Linked DNA regions of Triticum aestivum: all the other regions are linked to region 1. Evidence: chromatin contacts called from public Hi-C data. All regions are on one chromosome and are shown on one strand. The core of a region is the stretch at or near the end of the contact, and the rest is flanking DNA. Distances in the headings are between cores, read along the strand shown. Region 1 holds the start of LOC123041764 (60S ribosomal protein L11). Region 2 holds the start of LOC123041784 (diacylglycerol O-acyltransferase 1-1). Region 3 holds the start of LOC101669862 (shaggy-related protein kinase GSK2).

Region 1 (2,700 bases), core at 119-2,618:
CAAAATCCTTGTGATAATAGAAGTTCCACCATTTAACGTTAAAGATTATGACAACATGCACGTCAGGATTCTGCTGTGATAACTCCACAATGATTTCTAATAGCAGAAAGAACTAGCATCTACCTACAGTACTGTGTGTATGTCACAAAAGAAACTTTATTTTGCAACCCAATCTTACAATCAAGTTATCAAGTGAACCAAATTTACAGTCCTAAATAAATATAAAATTCGGATATATAAAATGCAAGCAGAACAGAGTACAGGAAAGGTTATCTTACTTCATGCCAAGATCAATGTGCTCCTGAATACCAAACCCAAAGCAACCAGTGTCACTGAAGTTCCTCCTCAGGAGCTCGTACTCCTTCACCTTCAGCCCACTCTCGAGAAGCTGCATTGCCTTCTCACCCCTGATCGTCACATAGCAGGCAATCTTCTCATTACGACGAATGCCAAAAGACCTGACAGTGTACCTCGCTGCCAAGATAAAAGAGCGATGACCGCAAGTCCGTAAGCACCACTAGATGTTGAAATCAATCAAGAAACATGGAGCAAACTTTAGCTTGTTGACAATATCTTACCCTTGGAGAAAACTGGCGACTGCCCGCTCAGCTGCTCCAACACCTGATGAGTAAATTCGAATAAATTAACCTCACGTCTCAAAATTTATTACTCCCTCCGTTCACTTTTGTAAGTCGTTTCAGACAACTCAAAATATGTTGTTTTGCACATTGTCTGAAATGTCTTCAAGGTCTTATAAAAGTGAACAGAGGGAGTATTAATAAAACTAAGTGCGCAAGCACACATAAGACGAACAACGTAGAGCACTACGGGACAAGTTTCATTTCGAGCGGATTGCGCAATTGCAGATCTATAACCACACGCACTGAAACAATATCAGATACACAGATGGATTTTAATTTATTTCTTTTTTTGTCGAGGACACCGAGTTGGGATGGATGGGTCGCGGATCTATGGTACCTTGGCAGCGCGAGTGAGGCGATCGCCGCTCTCCCCGACGGAGATGTTGAGGACAAGCTTCTGCACCTTGATCTCCCGCATCGGGTTCAACTGCTTCTTCTCCGTCGACTGCGAGAGACAAGCGCGTAAGAACATCGGGACACGCAAGAAATGCCGAGCGTTAGCATCGCGGTAGGAGTACGAGACCTCACCATGGTGATCTGACGGGGGAGGCCGCCGGTGGAGAGGAATCCGAAGATGGTAGGGTTTAGCTGGTTCTGGGTGTGGCTGCGGCGGCGGAAACCCTAGAAATCTCCCGGCCTTATATAGGGGTTGCTGGAGGTTTGCCGGGCGACGATTTGGCAAAATGGCGTGGGGGACTTGGAGCGGTCCGATCAACGGATGGACGGCTAGGATATTCAGGTCGGCTCTAGCTGGGCTGTTGACGTTCTCCGGCCCAGCCGGATGGCTACCTGGACCGGACTCCCGGCCATCATACTCATAATCTCCACTACTATTAAACAATCAAATAAAAACTTTCTTACGTGCATCTCATAAAACATACACGGATTTATTATGACCGCATGATTAAGCCCACTAAACTTAATCTAACAGTTAGCCTTAACCTAATCCATTCTCTGTGTGCACTTAACAATTTACATTGACTGACCGTGCTTCACCATATGAAACTCCACGTCCGATCAATTAGGAAACTATAATCATGATCGGGTCTTCTTAAAAAACTAATCACGGTCACATCTTCTTAGTAACTAATTACGATCGTGTTTTATTATCTCCACTACTATTAAATAATCAAACAAGAACTTTTTTACGTGCACCTCATAAAACGTACACAGATTCATTATGACAGCATGATTAAGCCCATTAAACTTAATCTAACGGTTAGCCTTAACCTAATCCATTTTTTGTGTACACTTAACAATTTACATTGACTTACATTGACTGACCATGCTTCACCATATGAAACTTCACGTCCTATTAATTAGGAAACTATAATCATGATCGCGTCTTCTTAGAAAACTAATCACGATCACATCTTCTTAGGAAACTAATTACGATTGTGTTTTATTAGGAAATTAATCATGATCGCGTTTTATTAGAAAACTGATCAAGACCGCATTTTATTATCTCCACTACTATTAAACAATTAAACAAGAACTTTCTTACGTGCACCCCATAAAACGTACACGGATTCATTATAACCGCATGATTAAGCCCACTAAACTTAATCTAGTGGCTAGCCTTAACCTAATTCATTCTTTGTGTGCACTTAACAATTTACATTGACTGACTGTGCTTCACCATATGAAACTCCACGTCTGATCAATTAGGAAACTATAATCATGATCGCGTCTTTTTAAGAAACTAATCACGATCACATCTTCTTAGGAAACTAATCACGATCGTGTTTTATTAGGAAACTAATCATGATCGCATTTTATTAGGAAACTGATCACGATCGCATTTTATCTCCACTACTATTAAACAATCAAACAAGAACTTTCTTACGTGCATCCCATAAAACGTACACGGATTCATTATGACCGCATGATTAAGCCCACTAAACTTAATTTAACGGCTAGTCTTAACCTAATCCATTCTCTGTGTGCACTTAACAATTTACATTGACTGACCGTGCTTCACCATATGAAACTCCACGTTCGATCAATTAGGAAACTATAATCATGATCGCGTCTTCTTAGAAAACTAATTACGATCGTG
Region 2 (2,703 bases), core at 29-2,528, 340 kb after region 1:
TACGACTTACCCCGGGAAAACTATGCCTATATAAAATCCCCCTCCCTAAATTATGGGTCTTATGCGCGCCTCATATTTGGCACCACTATTGACCTGGTCTGCTAGCTAGCTAGCACGTGCGCGCGACGGGCAGCCATACCACACGCATGCTCAAGCAGCAGCCGCTAGCTAGCACGCGCACGTGGTGGCCAGCAAAACACAAGCACACGCGCTTGGCCAGCGGCGGCTAGCTAGCTTGCACGCTCGTGCGGCGGCAGTACTAGCACGCACACGCGGCGGGTAGCTCGGCCACTGGTGAAGCAGTGGCGACAGTGGAGGCCGGCAAGGCGCTCGTGGCGGATGGGAAACTGCTGCACCGGCGGTATGCCCAGCTGCGTCGGCACCGCGGCATGCTTTGTGCCGACGTAGGTGGGCTAGAAAGAGAGGAGAGGAGGAGAGAGAAAGGGGTCGGATGGGTGAGTTGGTCCTTTTGTTTGGATGACAGATGGACCAGCTTCGATGTGCAGGGACGCAGCCGGATGAAGAGAACACAGAAAACGTTCGTTTTATACATGCTTCGGACTGAAATCAGTCCTAAATTTGTGACCGAAATGACTTTGAGCGGACAGAAAACGGACTCCGCATGACAAATTTTTGTGTTTTGACCCTTTTCTGAAACCTATTCAAGATTTGATCCTAGTTTAATTTTTTTTCGAGATCTGACCCTTTTGCTACCGCCAGAGTCCATGGCGATAGGGTCTAACAACATACCGACAGGGACTTTGGCGGTAGGAAACATCGCTACTGCCAACCTGGCTGGCGGTAGCCTGCACAACCCTACCGCCAAGGTGCTTGACGGTAGGCACGAGCACACGCTGTGTTCAATACTTAGGAGATTTTTGGCGGTAGGGCATGCAACCCTACCGCCAGAGCCCTTGGCAATAGGCTGTTATACCCTATCGCCATGGTCCCTGACGGTAGCAAAAGGGTCAGATCTTAAAAAAATTTAAACTAAGATCAAATCTCGAATAGATTTTAAAAAAGAAGTCAAAACACGGAATTTAGCCACTCCGCGTTGGGTCTTGATTTTGGTCCGCGTACGGAGACGTACCGGGTGGAGGATTCGGATCGGTGCGTTGGATTCGCTCTCAGCGGACCGAAATCCTTTCCCGCCGCACATGGCACTCGGACTCCCAACAACAGACACATTCCCTGAAAAAAAAAATACTGCTACGTTCCCTGAAAATAAAAAACCCAACAGACACGTGGGTCCCACGCCAGCCTCCTCCCGATCCGAGGTGTGATACCACCGATCGACGGAAAGCCGGCCTTGCTGTACGTCACCACCGGGGAAGGCCTTCTCCTCTCGTCTCGACGTCTCCTCTCCTCCTCCAAATCGAGAGGCCATAGAGAGAGAGGGTCAGAGAGAGAAACCTAGCCCCTTGAATGGAGGACTCGAACGGCGCCGAGATCAAGGCCCCGCCGCCAGTCCAGCGACGCCCGCCGCGCCCGCGTGGAGGCGGCTTCACCCCCGAGGGCTTCGTGGCCGCGCTTCGCCGCCGGCTGAGCTCCGGTGCCGCGGTGGCCGCGCGTGCCAGCTTCGCGGCGGACTCTGGGGACGAGTCCGGCCCCCCCGAGCCCTCCTCGTCGCACAGCCGCCGCGACTCAAGCGGGGACACCTCGTCCGCCGGCGGCCCCGGGGACTTCACCGCGTTCAGCTTCCGCGCGGCTGCCCCAGTCCACCGGAAGGCGAAGGAGAGTCCCCTGAGCTCCGACGCCATCTTCAAGCAGGTGGGCTCCTCCCGCTCTGGCCCCCATTTCGTTAACAGACCTAACGAAACTTCGTTTAAATGCTTAGCTCTGTCGGTTGCTCAATTGTTTATTTGGGTCTGAATTTCATTATGACTGTTATGTAACGATAATTCAGGCGTTTCCTTGTCATAAAAAGTTGCTGCTCTTTTGGGTCGAAATCTGAAAGAAGATATGTTTTTGATGCGTGCGAGAAGCACAAATCTAGTACAGTGCAGTAGTATGATTTTATTTTTTTGCGGGGGTGCACTATGATTGGAAGGTTGGTCGCGGAATCACGTGATTTATGTGGTCAGATAGATGGTCACTGGTAGTTGTGGGTTTAATTCACGTGCTTTCTTTTTCAGTGTGATATGTGACCATAGTTGATAAGCACGATACGTTAGTGCTTTATTAGGTAACTCAGGTCGCACGCTGAAATGCAACGGACATAGCTATCCTTTTTGCTAATGATTTGTCCTTGGCCTTTTTTTTTCTATTGCTTGTGCTTTTCCGTCAGAGCTGTTTTATGGATGGCATATCTTCCAGCTGCCAGAGTCATTGTTCTCTGATACTTTTTCTTGTCATTTATAACAGAGTCATGCAGGCCTTTTCAATCTGTGCATTGTTGTTCTCGTTGCAGTGAACGGCAGGCTGATTATTGAGAACTTAATGAAGGTTTTTATCTGCCTTTTCTCATCTAGTAAATATAAACCATCCCCTCACTTCATCATAGACATACCGTATTTGTTTATCAGTCTTTTACTCCTGATGCTGTTTGCAGTATGGCTTATTAATACGAGCTGGCTTTTGGTTCAACTCTACATCATTGCGGGACTGGCCACTTCTAATGTGCTGGTAATATTCAGTTCTGCTATAGTGTATGCCGTTGTGTTTGCTTAATGCCTTCAATGAACTGATCGTGTTTACGATTTT
Region 3 (2,700 bases), core at 109-2,608, 340 kb before region 1:
TTAGTTTTTTTTTGAGCGAGGAAATTGATACTTTTTTTGTGAATGTATTCGAGTGGGTGAAATACTCCCCATTTGTCTCGAGAGGTCCAGGTGTGGAAGCTTAGCACTGGGTTTGTCATTATTGAGGCAAGAATAGTTTGAATATGCACACTTTCATTATGTACTTGCAGTGCGTAATGCATCATGTGTAGAAAAAGATAGTTATATTTGTATAGAGTAAATTACAATGTTTGAGGTATTTGAATAAAAAATACTTTGTTGTTTCATGACATGCAACAATGCGATCTTTTGTGCTCGTTATTATAAGTTTGAGTAAATTTGTATTAGTTAATATAATGTACGATGACTGCCACGTTTGACTAATTTTATATTAATTTAGACGTGCAAACATTTACTAGTACTCAATATGGAACACAGAAACCGACTATCAAAGCATTGCTGATCCGATCCCGCATACTATATATAGGTCATTAACTGACATATAAAAATGTTTGGATAATTTTACTTCTACAAATATACTCACAAAAACTGAGTACATTTTTAGCACTGGCTAAAAGGGTTATTATTCGAACGAAAACACATAATTGTTGCGTAAAAGATGTTGTATTTTCAGTACCAAATTTACGATTTGATCCAAAAATAAGGAGGCATTAAAATGATGCGGATCTTTGGGTCTCGGGTGCCAATGCACTTGAATTTGATCTTTTTAAAAGTATTGCGAAATTAGTCAAAAATTTCAGAAACTTCTTGCAAACAAGAATGATACGGTGTTATACCCGTGTGACAAGTTTCACGAATGAATGAGTTTTATGGTATTTTAGGTTAAACAAAACAAAATCGACACTATATAAACATATTCACACCTTTTGTTTATGTCAAGGAGTCCACGGAAGTCACTTCTTCGCTAAACTTTTTATACAAGTATAACACTACAAGATTCTCGTCTCCGAAAATTTTCAGGAATTTTTGACTCTTTTTGTTATTTATAAATTATTATTTTTCAAACAGGTTGCAATGGGACCCAAGATTCATTAGGTATTTCCGGGCATTAAAATGACATAGTATATAGCACTAATAAGGTTCTCCTATATGACATGAATGCGCCATCAATTTCTCCCACGAATACCCTAGTATATTTGTACAGCAATTAGTGTACAATTTTCACAAATTTCTCTGACGAATACCCTCGTATATTATCAGTTCATTTTCCGGCAGAAATTGAAAATATGCCGTAAATATATTTTAGCGGCATTGTTATCCTTTTGACCAAAAAATGAATCCCATTACTCGGCAATAAATGCGGCAGACTATATAAAACCCAACCTGATGCCCGGGGTACTCCCAGCAATTTGACTCCCGAGGCTCGTCTAGTCTAATCCACCTCCCCACTAATCCACCAGCTGTTTACACAGGGTCAGCTAACCGCTCTCTCTATAGATCAACGTCACTCCCCATCTTGTTCGTCTTGGTCACCCCCACCCCCACTTTCCCTTCACTGGTCAAAGGCACCACCACCCACATCACAGTACAAGCCAAGCCAAGCCAAGCCAAGCCAGAGAAGAGGACCAGGCGTAGGTGGATGCAAGTGTGAGCCCACCGTGTCCGCCCCATTCACACCCTAGCCACATGGAGCATCCGGCGCCGGCGCCGGAGCCGATGCTGCTCGACGAGCAGCCCCCCACCGCAGTCGCCTGCGAGAAGGTAACCGGATCTGTGCTGGGATGGTGTTGGCCGTGTGTTTCTTGGCGTGGTGTTCCGTTGAGCTGATGTTTAGCGTGTTGTTTTCGTTGGGCGCTCTTGTTGAGCAGAAGCAGCAGGATGGCGAGGCGCCGTATGCGGAGGGGAACGACGCCATGACCGGTCACATCATCTCCACCACCATCGGCGGCAAGAACGGCGAGCCCAAGCAGGTGAGCTCAGCGTCTCTTATGTTTCGCTTGTGTCTCTTGGCCTGAGTTTGCACGGCCAGTTCTTGCCTTGGTGAGATGTGTCTGCTCTCCTGCAGCTATTCTCTTTAGCTATGACAACTCATTGAAATATAGCTGTGTGGATTCTTGGTTAGATTTTTCTTCGTTTACCAAATACGAAAAAAATGTTTCAAAGCGGCTGAATTTATCAATTATCAAGGACGATGTAGCTTGTCAGCCTATTTTTGTAGTGCTCATTTGTTTGATCCTCATGTAACTATGGTTTGCTCAAGAGATCTGTTCCAAATATGCCTGTGTGGTGTTCCATACTGTGGGTTTTCGGGACAAATTTGGACGGCTTCAGTTAGATTTTGGCCAACACTAGTGCTCAAATCTGTTACTATGAGCAACAGCTGATACCTCTTTGGCGCCCAGTTGGTAATGTCCTGCTTTGTTTTTCAGACGATTAGCTACATGGCGGAGCGCGTTGTGGGCACTGGTTCGTTTGGCATCGTCTTTCAGGTGATTGCTCTAGCCATTGTTTGTTTCCTTGTTTGTGTTGTTGACTACCAGCCTGATGTTTAGGGAAATGTTGCATGTGTAGGCTAAATGCCTGGAGACCGGGGAGACAGTGGCCATTAAGAAGGTACTGCAGGACCGACGGTACAAGAATCGTGAGCTGCAGCTTATGCGTTCGATGATCCATTCCAATGTTGTCTCCCTCAAGCACTGCTTCTTCTCAACCACAAGTAGAGATGAGCTGTTTCTGAACCTTGTCATGGAGTATGTCCCG

What was found. A called contact is a pair of places that touch in the nucleus more often than the background predicts.
Region 2: a Hi-C map of leaf shows a contact between it and region 1, with 3 times the contacts expected there. The contact joins the promoter of LOC123041784 here to the promoter of LOC123041764 in region 1. A contact is called at or near these places in 2 of 5 Hi-C or Micro-C datasets (both in leaf).
Region 3: a Hi-C map of leaf shows a contact between it and region 1, with 4 times the contacts expected there. The contact joins the promoter of LOC101669862 here to the promoter of LOC123041764 in region 1. A contact is called at or near these places in 2 of 5 Hi-C or Micro-C datasets (both in leaf).

What each region holds. Positions count from the first base shown.
Region 1 is chr1A:150,682,326-150,685,025 of IWGSC CS RefSeq v2.1, forward strand. LOC123041764 (60S ribosomal protein L11) reads right to left here and starts at 1,369. Exons shown (of 5, transcript XM_044464328.1): 1 at 1,170-1,369; 2 at 979-1,086; 3 at 579-621; 4 at 279-474. The coding sequence starts at 1,172.
Region 2 is chr1A:151,024,257-151,026,959 of IWGSC CS RefSeq v2.1, forward strand. It overlaps LOC123041784 (diacylglycerol O-acyltransferase 1-1), which reads left to right and starts at 1,279. Exons shown (of 15, transcript XM_044464347.1): 1 at 1,279-1,770; 2 at 2,365-2,445; 3 at 2,552-2,625. The coding sequence starts at 1,426.
Region 3 is chr1A:150,340,465-150,343,164 of IWGSC CS RefSeq v2.1, forward strand. LOC101669862 (shaggy-related protein kinase GSK2) reads left to right here and starts at 1,359. Exons shown (of 12, transcript XM_044464320.1): 1 at 1,359-1,701; 2 at 1,809-1,910; 3 at 2,370-2,429; 4 at 2,512-2,700. The coding sequence starts at 1,627. It overlaps LOC123041731 (a long non-coding RNA gene), which reads left to right. Exons shown (of 5, transcript XR_006418628.1): 5 at 1-269.